Linked DNA regions of Gossypium hirsutum: region 1 is linked to region 2. A link is a contact called in public Hi-C data. All regions are on one chromosome and are shown on one strand. Each heading gives the region's core, a stretch centred on a gene start, on an enhancer-like site or on the middle of the called end of the contact. The rest is flanking DNA. Distances are from core to core; before and after follow the strand shown. Region 1 holds the start of LOC107949506 (1-aminocyclopropane-1-carboxylate synthase). Region 2 holds the start of LOC107949510 (iron-sulfur cluster assembly protein 1).

Region 1 (6,835 bases), core at 2,283-4,782, 200 kb after region 2:
ATACTCACCCTTAATCAAAATTTAACCATAAGAATTGTAATGATTATATTGGCTATATTATTTGATAAACTTGATATAGAATAGAAAAGTTTCTTTTTTGTTGTTACATATCCAGTAGAGAATTCACTCAAAAATACCATTTCAATTGTTTAAATCACATAAATACAATCATTTTTTAGAATTATCCATTTTTATATTTGTATGCTTTTTTATAACCCTAGCAAACTATGGTTTGGACACTCAAAAGTCCATCCCGCTAACTCCAACATATATTGCACTAAAAGTGCTTCAACCCAAACACCAACATATAAGGCTAAAAACATACCGTAGTACTATGTCATAAGGCAACGTATCATATTTCTATTCAATGATAAATCTCTGCTGAAGAAAAGCAGAATTAAATGGCATGTCATATGTGTCCTAGCTATTCCACTAAGTTTCAAGGGCATTTCATATTCTTAAACATCTTAAACATTAGTAATTTCATAAATTAAGAGGTCATGTTCATACATTTTATGTAAATACACATATAATTGTTTCTAATATGGCACAGTGAATCTCATGTGAATTAGTATACATACCTCACCATACATATAAAATGTCTAACAATTACTTACTAGATTTATTAAACGTCAGCTTTTAATGGCAATGGTAATAGTTACTTAATTTATTGAATGTTACTATCAACTTAGTAGAAAAATTGAATACAAGAGATAATCCTTTATTCAATCACTGAATGGGGTTTAGGGTTAAAAATTCGGAACTAATATTTTTTTTTGTTACAAAGCCCTAATAAACAATACAAACAACCAACAATGACATACTTGTGTACGAGAGCAGTGCTCTACCAACATTTAACTTCCCTCACATTACACTTTATGAATGTAAGGAAAGACAAAAAAAGGAAATACAATAGTTGATGCATGAATCCATGGAGTCCCCCATGCGATGGAGAGCTTCCACCAAAAGGATGATAGTGTATGAGGTAACTCCATGAAAAGAATGCATATCATATTCTCTATTTTTTTTTACAAATTAATTAAAAAACACGAATAAAATAAACTATCCTTTTCTCCGTTAATGTCGAAAACCGATTTTCAAGTCCTGGCTCGAACGAGGGGTGATTGAGGTAACGGAGAATGTGGTGACATAATGCCAGCAGGTGACATGAAATCATCCATTCTTCGTGATAAGCTACGTGATAAGCTGAGTTTAAGGCTGCTTCGTCTGCATAACTTGCGAGGAACTATGGACTCATTGTTCTTAAGGATAAAGCTTCTAATCCTCGATAAAGCAACTTCCATGGTGTTATCCTCCATATTAGCAAAACAAACCCTAAACCAACCAGGTTCATGACAATGAAAGGACGACCCTGGTGAAACATTAAGCTTAACTTCATTGATTATCACTCGCCACAAATCCATTTCAGCATCGAACGTCTTCTCTTTAAGAAGTTTACGAAGGTCCATCCATATAAACAACCCACCATTACTCTTCAATGAACCAATACCAACTTGTGAAAGACTCCATGTGAAATACATGTGCCTTTTGAACAACTGTTCTTTGCTTTCCATGATGAAATTATGAAGGAAATCATCATCGTTCAACATGGTAGCAATTAAATGCTGTGTTTGTGATGAAACCAAGCCATAACTTGACATTTTACGAGCACAATTCACCACTGCATCATTGTATGAATATACAATGCCAACTCTAAAACCAGGGAACCCCACGTCTTTAGAAAGACTGTAAACAATGTGGATTAAATCATGGTTGCATTCAACTTCTTGTATGACCTCTGAAATACTGACGAATTCAGGGTCTTTGAAGACCGTGGCGGCATAAATTTCGTCACCTATTAGGTGAATGTTCTTTTCGTTTATAAACTTCACGATGCTCTTTAATGTCTCTCGATCCATTATAGTTCCTAATGGATTTGATGGATTTGTTATGAGTAAACCCTTGACTTTAAGGTTAGCTTCTTGAGCTTTTTCATATGCAGCTTCCATGGCGGTCCTAGTGATTTGGAAATTATGTGAACTTTCACAAATCACTGGTACAAGTTCAACTCCTGTTCTCCACCTTAAGTCACGATCAAATCTGCAAAATTATTAAACCCGAAAAAACTTAAATTGAATCAACCTAAAACCGACCCTACTTGTCCTATACATACAGCTGTTATGATGAAGAGTTAGGTATAAAGAAGAAATGAAGATGATGATGACTACTCAACTTTCCGTTAGTGTCCCACTAAGGATGATGAACCCTCATATTTATGATAAATCTTCTTATTTATTTTCAATTTTCACTTTTTACCTACCAAGTTCCATCAATAATACAAAGATGGGCCATGAACTTTAAAGGGTTTTAACATCAAAAGAAAGGGTACAAGGCTGCTTTCAAAGTAAGGGACGTGTGGGCATGGTGAATTTTACCCAGATTTCAATTTCCATCCCTCCCTATGAACAAAGCCTAGGCGGCGATGTTGCCACAATTGACTTTACTGCTAAGTTGACTAAGTTTTCATTAAACTAATCTTAAGTCATAATTTAACACTTAATTAACAAATTCCTTCCTTCATTTCTCTTGACTTCACATATGTAGGTTGGTTTGGGGACAAAAGGTCAGTGTTGGTCATTGAAAATTCCAATTTGAGCTCTTTCTATACACCTAATTTCCATTCTCTACCCGGTATTACAGGAACTGTATGTTATTGAATGTATCAACTTAACCTCCCATATATATGTTAAAAGAAAAACCCAAAAAAGAATTTGATGAATTTACCCTGGATAATATGGAGTAGGAACCAATAATGCTTCACCAGGATCAGCCAAGCAAAAAGCCACCATTTCATGAGCACCAGTTGCTCCACCACTCATAACAATACGGTCTGGGTCAAATTTCACTCTATCTCCCCTCACTTTCCCCATAAATTTGGCAACAGCCTGTTGTAATAACATACACAAAGTATTGATTAATTACCATGTAATTAAAGAAACAAAAGAGAAACTCTGTTATTTTGCGTTGCCATACTTGTCTGAACTCAGGCATCCCATGATAATCCTGGAAAAGTGCAGTCTCTTTGAACCTGTTTACACCTTCTGCAGTACAAAGGGAAGCCTCTGGGTGTTCCATTAGCCACTTTTTGATGAATTCAAAACAAAGCTGGTAAACATTAACGCCATTAAAATCAATCAAAATTCTCAGTTTTTCTAAATAAAAAAAATACTGGGAAATGAAATACGTACCTGATTTTCAGCTAGACCCATTTGAATAACACCATCAGGTCTATCAATAGGGTGAAAAGGATTGGTTTCATATGCTTTCCATCCATCAAAATAAGGTGAGTTTTCACCATGACCATTACCAGTAGCAATCTTTGACATGGAAACCATTTTTTGTGAACTACAAAGAATCAACTAAAACAAAAAATGAAACAAGTAACTACAGAAAAATTAGCTTTTTTTGAACGAGAAAGAATTTTGATTATATTAGTTGAATTGGGTGATGAGCTTGTAGGTTATTTGTCCGCCTATTTATAGAGCGTTATTTCATAGAGTATTAATGTCTATGGTGAGTGGGGTCTACAAAAAGTTTGAAAGTTCCATGAAAGAGAAAAGAAGTATACCTGGAGTCACTCGGTCACGAAGGCTCGCCCGAAATGTAAGATGGTTTTGGTAAAAATATATGTTTAAAAAATAAACTTAGATAAAAAAATAAAGTCCGTTTAAAAAACGGGTAAGGCTTCAGGTAAAATATTTTTTCCCGGGCCTGATCCAGCCCAAATTCACTAAAGGATAATTTTTTTTTGTTTTTTAATATTATTTTCTTATTGTTTTCTCTCTATTTTGCTACCATTTTACTATCATGTTGCTACTATTTTGTTATTATTGTTTGGATATTGTATAAAATTTATTTTATTGTTAATTTTGTTATTATTTTAAAGACATTTGTTAATTTTGTTATTATTTTAGAGGCATTTGCTTGTTAAGTTGCATCTATCTTAGTGTTATTTAAGTATACATATTTTTTAAAATTTATTTTCAATTTGTTGGGAAATATTTATTTTGATGTTTTTAGTATTTTTGATGTATTATATATTTTAAAATTATATAAAAATTAATATAAAAATTAATATGGGCGGGCCGGGTCAGCCCGGATTTTAACATTTTTATCTGGGCCGGTTTGGGTAAAATTTTAAGTCTATTTTTCGGGCTAGGCCCGGGCTCGGGCCTAAATTTTTAGTTGAGCCTGGCCCGGCCCATGCACACCTCTAGAAGGAAGAAGATGAAGGACAAATATATAGGTTAATTTTGTTATTAAAATTTTCAAATATTAAAATTTCAATCCTCTCCAAATGATAATTGTTAAATTCATTAAGTTATGTTATTTTCGAAATCTGATGCGGCAAATATATTATCATATGTGTAATGTTATGTCAGCTTGTTATTTTCACATAATACTCACTAAAAATCCAATTAATGTGACTAACGACTATCTTTAGCTTCAAGACTGAAGAGTACAGAGACTTAGAATGATCCAATTAGAGAATATGGATAAATCTATAATTGTACGCATAGTATAGGACTAATAATTCAGTTTAACCAAACCGATTTAACTGTTATTGTTTGGATCAGAATTAAAATTTCAAAATTCAAAATGTAAGGGACTAAAATGGACAAATTCAAAAGTACAGTGATTAAAATTGATCAAATTAAAGTATAGAAACTAAATTCACAACTTTCATAAAGTATAGGGACAAGTAGTAGACTTTATCCTATATATGTTTGACAGGTTTCTCTTTTAGGAATTTGGTGACCATTAAATTTGATATTGGAAATTTAGAAAAAAAGAATTGAAGGTGGAAGCCTCTTCTATTCTATTCTACTCCTATTAGGAATTACGACCAAAGAAATTAACATCACCGCAACATAATGGATGACAGATGTGAAGATTCAATCATGATTTAGTTGAATAAATAAATGAGGTTGAGAAATTCTTAGGCTTAACTATAGTAAAAGTATTGTACATGTCCCTATATTCTTAAAATGAGTATGGAGATGTTTGTACCTTTGACAAAAACAACCAAACCAGTAAAATATTATTAATATTTTAAATTTTAATTAAATGATGTATGCAAATTGAATTAAATAAAATTGTTCTAATTTTAAAATTAATCACACATCATTTGATTATTTTTAAACTATATAATTTTAAACGTATACAGTAAAATTTTCACTCATTTTAAAAGTAAATCAAAATGCACTTTGTGGTATTATTCAAGTACATGTACAACATTTTTAAGATTTAAATTCAAATTTAATCATATTTAAATTTGATTATGATTGTAAGATGAAAGCAAAATTAAGTGTTATTTATTTATAAGTCTAATTTGATTGAGTTAGTATTATGAGTTAATTAAATACCAATTTAGTTGAGAAAAGACGAAAATATTCTCAGAAAAAATTATATTATTTTAAGGATATTTTTATCATTTTATATAGAAAATTACACATATAATAAGATATAAATTTGTGCCTCTTTAATATATGATAGTTAAATTTTAGCATTAAACCAAAGTCTCATTTATTATTTATATATATATTATTGTAAATATATTTGTTACATAAGTTTGATTTTCACTTGCATTGTGAGTGTGCCATAATTTAATATAGATGATGCTATTAATTGAGTTGATGTCACAATTCAATTCAATAATTAGTTTTTTAATATAAAACTTTTTTTTCACTAACATGATAACTTTTTAACATGCTAAAAAAAATGACAATAACATGATAAATAATCGAAGTACATTTATTATTTTTAATCTAATGTATTTATCTATTTAATTTCCTTTTACTCACAATTTAAACTATTTTTTTATTTTAATTGCATACTTATTATTATTTTCAATTCATACGTTCTATTATTTATTATATTTTATTTGTAAACTTATATATATTCTAATTACATAATTTCCAATCATATTTTTAGTTATAGAAAGAAAGACAACAGTATTGCCTATCCATTAAATTCAATTTACTACAAACATTTATTGGGTTTTCTCATGTTATTTTTGACTTTATATGCACACAGCTCAACCAACATTTTCCACTTCCACAATTTACTTTATTCATTGTGGATTCCAAAATCTTCAAAACCAGGTACGCACACACACGTTACTATGTGTAGGTACACTTTACATACCTCACTTAATCAATATTAAATTACCAATAATTCCAAATCATTTTATATGATAACTTTCATTAATTTAAATCATACGCGATATAAATAACTTCAAAATTTCAACCATCCCATGTGATGGTATAGTTAAAAACCTTTCATATTTTTACTCTTACCCTTCCGGCCATCCCCTTTTAGCTATTCCATGTGCATATATGATAAGCATGGATTCAAGGGACTAAAAAGAAAATTAGTGGGTTTAGTGGAGTGGACACCTGCAATTAGCAAATACCGACATAAGGCAACCGATGATCCACTGTGTCCGTAAGCTAAATACATGATCGCCGACAATTAAATTAATTAGTAAATGAGTGACCGACATGATTTGGACAATTTAGGAGGACTGGAAACATCAAAAAAAAATCCCTTTATGTCAAAAGTGGCAGAAGCTGAATCAGATTCAGTACAATGTCACAATCTTGCTTATCTGCTACTTGTAATAATTTTATGGCCCCTTCTTCTACAGAATAATTCAACTCTGTGTGGTCTAATTTTATTATTAGTACATGTATAATATTGTATATAAATTGCAAGTTTTAGTTTATTCTACTTTGATTTAGTTTCAAATTTTGAAATTTCAAACATCACTCAA
Region 2 (7,423 bases), core at 449-2,948:
AATATTTCTTCTCATGACTAACTGTATTTATTATATTGATTCTGTTGATACCTAAAATCGTGATCTGAAAATTAATTAGAAAAAAGGCTCAATAGACAAAGCTAGACAAGCCTTTAAACTCAGGTCAATCTTTATGAGCGGAAAGTGCGACTTCTACTAATTCGTTGCCACCACTAGGCCTTAATATCATTGTGCATACACATGAAGAATAAAGAATGACCTAGAATTACTAAAGTAAACTTAGTTAACAAGCATAACAAAAAATTCATATTATAAGTAATTAAAACCTTCCCTTACCAAATGCAGATATGGTTAAATGAAAGCGGCCAAAAAATTGTAAGAAAGGAAGTTAAAAGAATGGGGGAGAGAAGATGATCTATCCATAGCATTCTACAATGTTTAAATTAAAAGCGAAAAATACGAACAGTGTGTGCAAATAACTTAATCAAGTAATCAAAAAATTCCACTAGTTTCCAAGGTCAGATACCAAAAAGGAATACCGCAAAATACCCCAGGAGACGATAAGAATCAAATAAATACATATGGGACTAATACTTACGTGTTTTTAATAGTAAGCACTTCGTCCATGCTTTTCCCTTTCACCCATTCAGTAGCTGCAACATGAAAAGCTCCAAGTTACTACCCAGGTCCTCCACAAAAATTGAAGGCCGTTTGAAATAAACTCATATGTACAAAACATTGAATAACATCAATAAAAACAGATTAGAAGTTTCAACATTACTGACAAAACACATTTGTTCCGTTGGTTTGTTTTTTTATAATAGCAGCTTTTTTCTGCTTCCCAAAATCAACAATAATTCAACATGTCGGTTCCATATTAAAGAAAAATCATGCATTTTCTTCATAAAAAGATAAATATTATATTGATTGATAAACATTAATATTTGCTTTTGTATAAAAGGACTCTTTTTCTTTTGTTTTGGATGAGAAACAAAAATAAAGTATCGAAATAAAAACTAATCCGTGTGAAATTCCCTTTACAATCAGAGAATTTGAAATTAGGATTACTTTTTTTGGACTTGAAATTGAACTTAATAGAAGAAAACAATAAATAAATAAATAAAATATCACAGCACCGATTGTGGATTGAAACAAACTATACCCATAAACCTGAATAACCAGAAGTGTATATACATAAAAAAGGAAAATCGAAGGGGCATACCAACAGAAGAAGAGGCAATGGCCGAGCCACAACCGAAGGTTTTAAAGCAAGCATCAACGATTTTGCCCGAATCCTCGTCGATTTTGATTTGCAACTTCATAACATCACCGCAAGCAGGAGCGCCGACCAGGCCGGTACCAACGTTGGGGTCGTTCTTGTCGAAGGAACCGACGTTACGAGGATTGTTGTAGTGATCGATGACATTCTGGTGGTAAAGACGTGGCAGAGTCTGTAGGGGAGGCGATGGGGAGGGAATCCCGAGCAGCTTCTTCGACACCATCCTCAACATTTTCACTGAGTTAGGGCTTGGATTTGGGAACTTTGATTGGTTGTACGCAGATATATATATATATAGAGAGAGAGAGAGAGAGCGCTTGAAGAGACGGCTATATGGGACGCGTGGGAGGGTGAAGAACAGATTCTGGAGTTTCCTTTGTAAGATAGAACCAACACACGTCAGAGTTTTTCTCCTCTATTATGGGATCACATTCTTTTAAAAAGTTGAGGGTTAATAAATTATCAAAATCCCTGCATTCATATATTTAAAATTTAAATTTTTTTATTATTTAAAAAATTAGGATTTTTTTTCTAATTTAACAATTCAAGTTTAATTATTAGTATTTTTAAAATTTTTAGTTAAATTTAGATTAATTACTGCATATTTTTTATATAACTACCAAGTATTTATTTTATTCCAAAATAATACACTAGTGAATTTAATTAAAAAAATTTATCATATGAATAATTAATTTTAAATTTTAAAATTTATACTTTTAAATTAAATTAATAAAATAAAAATGAGTGATATAAAGTCTAAACTCTAAATCTAAAACATATTTTAATGAATTATGTTATCTAAAAAGTTGAATTATGCTATTAGTAAAAAAATAATATAATAATAAAGAGGGGTTCAAGCCTCAAACCCTTCAAAATAAAAAAAAATCAAGGTTTTTCCTTTGCCGCAATGGTAGTTCTTTTCTAATTTGGCCTGTTAAGGTTGCAGGTGCAATTAAGACTATTGTTTCTGGTTAATTAGGGATTGGATCTTGGGTGTTTGGAGCGTACAACTCTAATTAATTGAACATAAGAGCGTTTAGTCTGATTTTTGCCGAAACATTGTGATGGAATACGATTTAGCGAATTTGAGAATCATGATGGGGAGGAGGAGATCTGGGCAGTGGATGAGGATGTGGAACAGGAATTTTTTTCTAATGGGGTGTTTCTTGACAGCAATAATGGTAAACTTTCAGACCATGAAGAATATGTTGGCTAACATTTGGCACCCAATAGGTGGTGTAGTTATCTTAAATCTGGGGGAGAAGAGATTTTTATTTAAATTCTATCATGAGGTGGACATTGACAGAGTGATAAAGGGGGCACCATGGACCTTTAATAACCATCTGATGGTTTTTCATAGTCTATTGAAGGATGAGGACTCAATGGAGGTGCCATTGACTTATTCTTTTTTCTGGGTGCAAATTCATGATCTATTGCTAGGAATGATTTCAGAGATGGTTACTAAGCAATTTGGTGATTTTATTGGGTCTTTTATTGAATATGATGCGAGGAAGATAAGGTAGGGATATCGGAGTTATATGAGAATATGAGTATTAGTGGAAGTGAGAGTTCCATTAAAGAGGAGGAAGAAATTAATGACACTGAGTGGAAAATAGTTTTATGTGAGATTCTAATATGAAAAGTTAACCTTGTTTTGTTTCTTATGTGGTCGATTGGGCCATGGGGATAGTTTCTGTCCATTACGAGTTAAAAGCAAAGGGCAGAATCTAGAATTAGGTTGGGATACATCTTTGCGGGTGCAAGAAAGGAGATCTAATTTACCCACAAGCATATGACTTAGGGAGGACATTGGTAATAGGTCGAAAGGAAGCAAGTATGGAAAAATGGAGCAAAACGATGGAAAAAAGGGAAGGTGAGCAGATGAATCAAAAATTTGAGGGGGGAAGACATGTGAATCGAATTATGGGTTTTAATTTAGAAGGACGAATAAAAGGGGTGTTGGGGGGGGAGGATTAGTATGTGGGAGATCCAAAGGAAAAAATGAGAATGCAAGAGGAAGAAGATAGTCTATTAGCGGATGTGAAAGGTAAGAAGAGATAGAGTGGGACTCCAGATTTAGAGGATGTGATAGAACCAATGGAATGCTCGAGGGGTTAAGGGTCAGTCAATCAAACAAAAATATCGGTAACCGTCAAAAGGTCAACTGACCGACAACAATGAAAATCTTATGTTGGAATGTTCGAGGATTGGGGAGTCTTCGGGCTTGTAGGAGGTTTCAGCATGTTCTGAAAGCCAATCGTCCCTACATGGTCTTCTTCATAGAGACCAAACTAGATAGCAGAAGATTGAAGCATGTTAGGAAAAGATGTGGTTACTACAATAGGATTGACGTATCAGTAGAGGGTACAAAAGGAAGATTGAGTTTAGGATAGCTGGAAGGAAGTAAAGTTAGTTTAAATAGTTTTTCAAAAAATCACATTGATTTGAAGGTGGAAGATGAGTCTGTTGATAGGCAATGGAGATTTATAGGCTTTTATGGGTCTCTTGATATTCAATTGAAGGAAATGACTTGGAACTTGTTAAAGTCATTAAGGAAAAATTCGAGGCACCCATGGATAGTGGGTGGGGATTTTAATGAGATATTATACTCATTTGAGAAGAAACGAGACATGGTAAGAGACAGGGAGTGAATGAAAGCATTTAGGGAAATGTTGGATCAATGTCAATTGGAGGAAGTAGGGTTTACGGGTCCTATACTCAGGAGAGGGACAACTTTGAGAACAAAAATATAAGGGAGAGGTTTGGTCGCTTTGTGGCTTATATGGAATGGTGGGAGCTATTTCCTAAGTACAGGGTCAAGCATTTAGGACATTCTTTTTCAAATCATTGTCCTTTGTTATTGGAAACGGAGCTTGACAATCAAAGGCACCAAGTGCAATACTTTCGATTTGAATAGTGGTGGTTACTTGAGGAATCGTGTGAAAAAGAGATAAGAGAGTTATGAGAGGGTAGTAATTTGAGTGTTCCGAAGCGTCTTGAGATGGTTGGGAAAGGCTTAATGAAATGGGCGAGTAAATTGAGAATGATGAAAGTTGGAAAGATAAAGGACCTAGAGGAAGAATAGAGGAATGAACGGACACTATTCTTGGTGATGTTATTGAAACAAAATTAGAACTCAATATGGTAATGGACAAGATGGAATTATATTGGGAACAAAGGGCAAGGGCAAATTGGCTAAAAAATGGGGACCGAAATACAACTTCTTTTCATAGGTTTGCCTCATAGAGACGAAGAACAAATAATATAAAGGAACTTGAAAGGGAGGATGGTATGTTTGCAACCAATATAGAGGAGATGGCCGAAATAGTGAAGGAGTATTTCTCAGATCTATCCACATTAAATAGAAGGGGAAAAGTGATGCGGGGTCTTGAAAGAGTTGATAAAAGCATAATGGGAGAAATGAATAAGATGTTAATGGTAGAATACACTATTGAGGAAATCATATCAGCATTAAAAGAGATGGCTGCACTGAAGGTGGTAGGGGACAATGGATTCCCTGATTTATTTTTCAAAAACTTTGGCATATCATTGGTAAAGAAGTGGGGAAGTTCTGTCTTAACATTCTCAACAAAAGGGAGTCTTTGGAAGGTATTAACTCTACACTTATTGTGTTAATTCCTAAAACTTCTAGACCAGGTGATTTAAGAGATTTTAGACCTATTAGTCTTTGTTCTGTGTTATATAAAATTATCTCAAAAGTGGTGACTAATCGTTTTCGAAAAGTGCTTGATGTATGCATAGATAAAGCACAAAGTGTGTTTGTACCAGGAAGAATGATTACTGATAATGTTCTCCTTGCTTATGAGATTTTGCATGTGCTCAAGCAAAAGAGAGTGGAGAAAGCAGGTTCGTTTGAGCTTAAGCTCGATATGAGCAAGCCATATGATAGAATGGAATGGGGATTTATATAAGAAATGATGGTAAGACTGGGCTTTGATGTGAGATGGATTAATATCATAGTATTAATTTCATTTCTTACTCAGTTTGTTTAAATGGAGAAAGAAGGGATAAGTTCAAACTGAATAGAGGGCTAAGAGAAGGCGACCCTCTTAGCCCTTATTTATTTTTAATCTGAGGAGAGGGACTTTCAACGTTAATGAGAATGGCGAGTAAGGAAAGAAAAATAAAAGGAGTGAAGGTAAGTAAAAGGTGCCCGTAGATAACTCATCTAATGTTTGCGGATGATTGTATTTTGTTCGGAGAGGCTACAATGCAAAGGGTAAAAGAGTTGAAAGGTATTTTGGAGAACTGTGAGTTAATGTCGGGGCAGAAGGTTAAATTGGACAAATCCAATTTACTTTTTACTTCTAATAGTTCAATACGAGATGGAGAATTGATTTCATGAGCATTGCAGGTAAGATGTTGGGAGGAACCAAAAAAGTATATAAGTTTGCTGAAAGTGGTTGAAAAATAGAAGAGGAGGAGTTTTTAGGGTTTAAAGGACAGGATGGACAAACGTGTTAATAATTTGTGCATTAAGGCATTGTCGCAGGGTGGGAAAGAGGTATTTATTAAAAGTGTGTTACAAGCAATCCTAACCTATGCTATGTCATGCTTTTTTTACCAAATTCTTTATGCCGAGAAATGGAGTAGATTATTTGCAAGTTTTAGTGGTAAAAATAGGAGCGAAGCGGGGAATGCATTGGTGCAATTAGAGGAAATTATGCGCATTAAAGGAGGATGGTGGGATGGGTTTTTGAAGTTTGACCAAGTTTAATGTGGCCCTTCTCGCAAAATAGGGCTGGTGATTATTGGAGTATCCTGATTCTTTATTAGTGAAGACATTAAAGGCTAAATTTTATCCTAATACAGATTTTATGCAAGCAGAGTTAGGAAACTACCCTTTGTATACCTGGAGAAGCATTTGGGCAGCGAGGAAAGTCTTGCAAGATGGTATGGCTTAGAGAGTTGGGAATGGTGAAAACATCTCAATTTGGCAGGATGCCTGGGTTCCTAGATTGGAAAACCAAAGAGTTCAAGAGTCAGTTAGTGATTATAGTGTAACAAAAGTGGCAGACTTGATTGATTTAAATTTAAGACAGTGGAAGGAGGAAGTAATTACTAGACTCTTTAGAAACAAAGAGGCAGTTGATTTAAATTTAAGACAGTGGAATGAGGAAGTAATTACCAGACTCTTTAGTAATAAAGAGGCAGAGGTGATCCTGGATATTCCTCTTGCAAAAGACTCACAGGAGGATAGAAGGGTTTGGAGTGGAGAACTTACGGGGGAATACACAATAAAGAGCGGTTATAGACTTATTGATGAGAAATACAAACCCAAAAATGGCTAACAATAACTACACAGATAGAGATTATTACAACAACCTTTGGCATACAAATCTGTCAATCAAAATTAAAGCTACAAAGTGGAAAATATACAACAATTATATTTCTACATTTGGAAACCTATACAACAGAAGAATCAGTAACTCGGCTCTGTGTCCAAGATGTAGGGAGGGAACAGAGACTTTGGAGCATACATTTAGGGACTGTCATGCAATAAAAGAGGTACGGTCAGAACTCAAGTTTAGGATGTAGGGAACAACATTAAACGAGACTTTACAGGAATGGATAAGGGGTAAACTTACTAGAAGTAGTGGCTAGCAGAAACAACTTTTATTTGCCACCATATGAGCGGTTTGGATGGGACGAAATAGAGTGTTGCATGAAAAAAATACAACAATCAGCCACAGAGACAATATGCTTTATAAGGAAATATATAGAGGAATGGTCAGTAGTAAAGAACAACATACCAGGGAGGATTAATAACAATGAATGCTGGAAACCATCGGACGAGAGTATAACCAAAATAAACTTTGATGGGGCCTACAACAAACAAAGAAAGTAGTCAGGAACATGTATAATCTGTAGGAACTCAAAATGAGAAAACTTGGGTGTCAAAATGATAGTTAATGAGAGAGTACTTACACTTTTCACGGTAAAGGCAATAGCCTGTCTACAGGTAGTTCAGACGGGGTTAGAAATGTGACTCCAATGGGTAGTCATAGAAAGAACTGCACTCAATGTTATTCAGCGAGTAAAGGCATTAAAAGAGGATCGATCAGTACTATGTTCGTACATAAAGGATATACAAATATTAAGCAGAGGATTTGAAGAGTGTTGATTTTAGAAAATATCTAGATCTTGTAACAGGGTTGCTCA

What was found. Hi-C and Micro-C count contacts between places; a contact is called where the count stands out from the background.
Region 1: a contact with region 2 is called in a Hi-C map of leaf, with 2.4 times the contacts expected there. The contact joins the promoter of LOC107949506 here to the promoter of LOC107949510 in region 2.

What each region holds. Positions count from the first base shown.
Region 1 is chrD03:31,723,373-31,730,207 of Gossypium_hirsutum_v2.1, forward strand. LOC107949506 (1-aminocyclopropane-1-carboxylate synthase) reads right to left here and starts at 3,533. Exons shown (of 4, transcript XM_016884168.2): 1 at 3,249-3,533; 2 at 3,034-3,165; 3 at 2,785-2,945; 4 at 701-2,100. The coding sequence starts at 3,395. The coding sequence ends at 1,098.
Region 2 is chrD03:31,521,784-31,529,206 of Gossypium_hirsutum_v2.1, forward strand. It overlaps LOC107949510 (iron-sulfur cluster assembly protein 1), which reads right to left and starts at 1,699. Exons shown (of 3, transcript XM_016884173.2): 1 at 1,184-1,699; 2 at 560-614. The coding sequence starts at 1,472. It overlaps LOC107950802 (a long non-coding RNA gene), which reads right to left. Exons shown (of 5, transcript XR_001698212.2): 2 at 7,190-7,275; 3 at 6,850-7,087; 4 at 6,390-6,750; 5 at 6,100-6,214.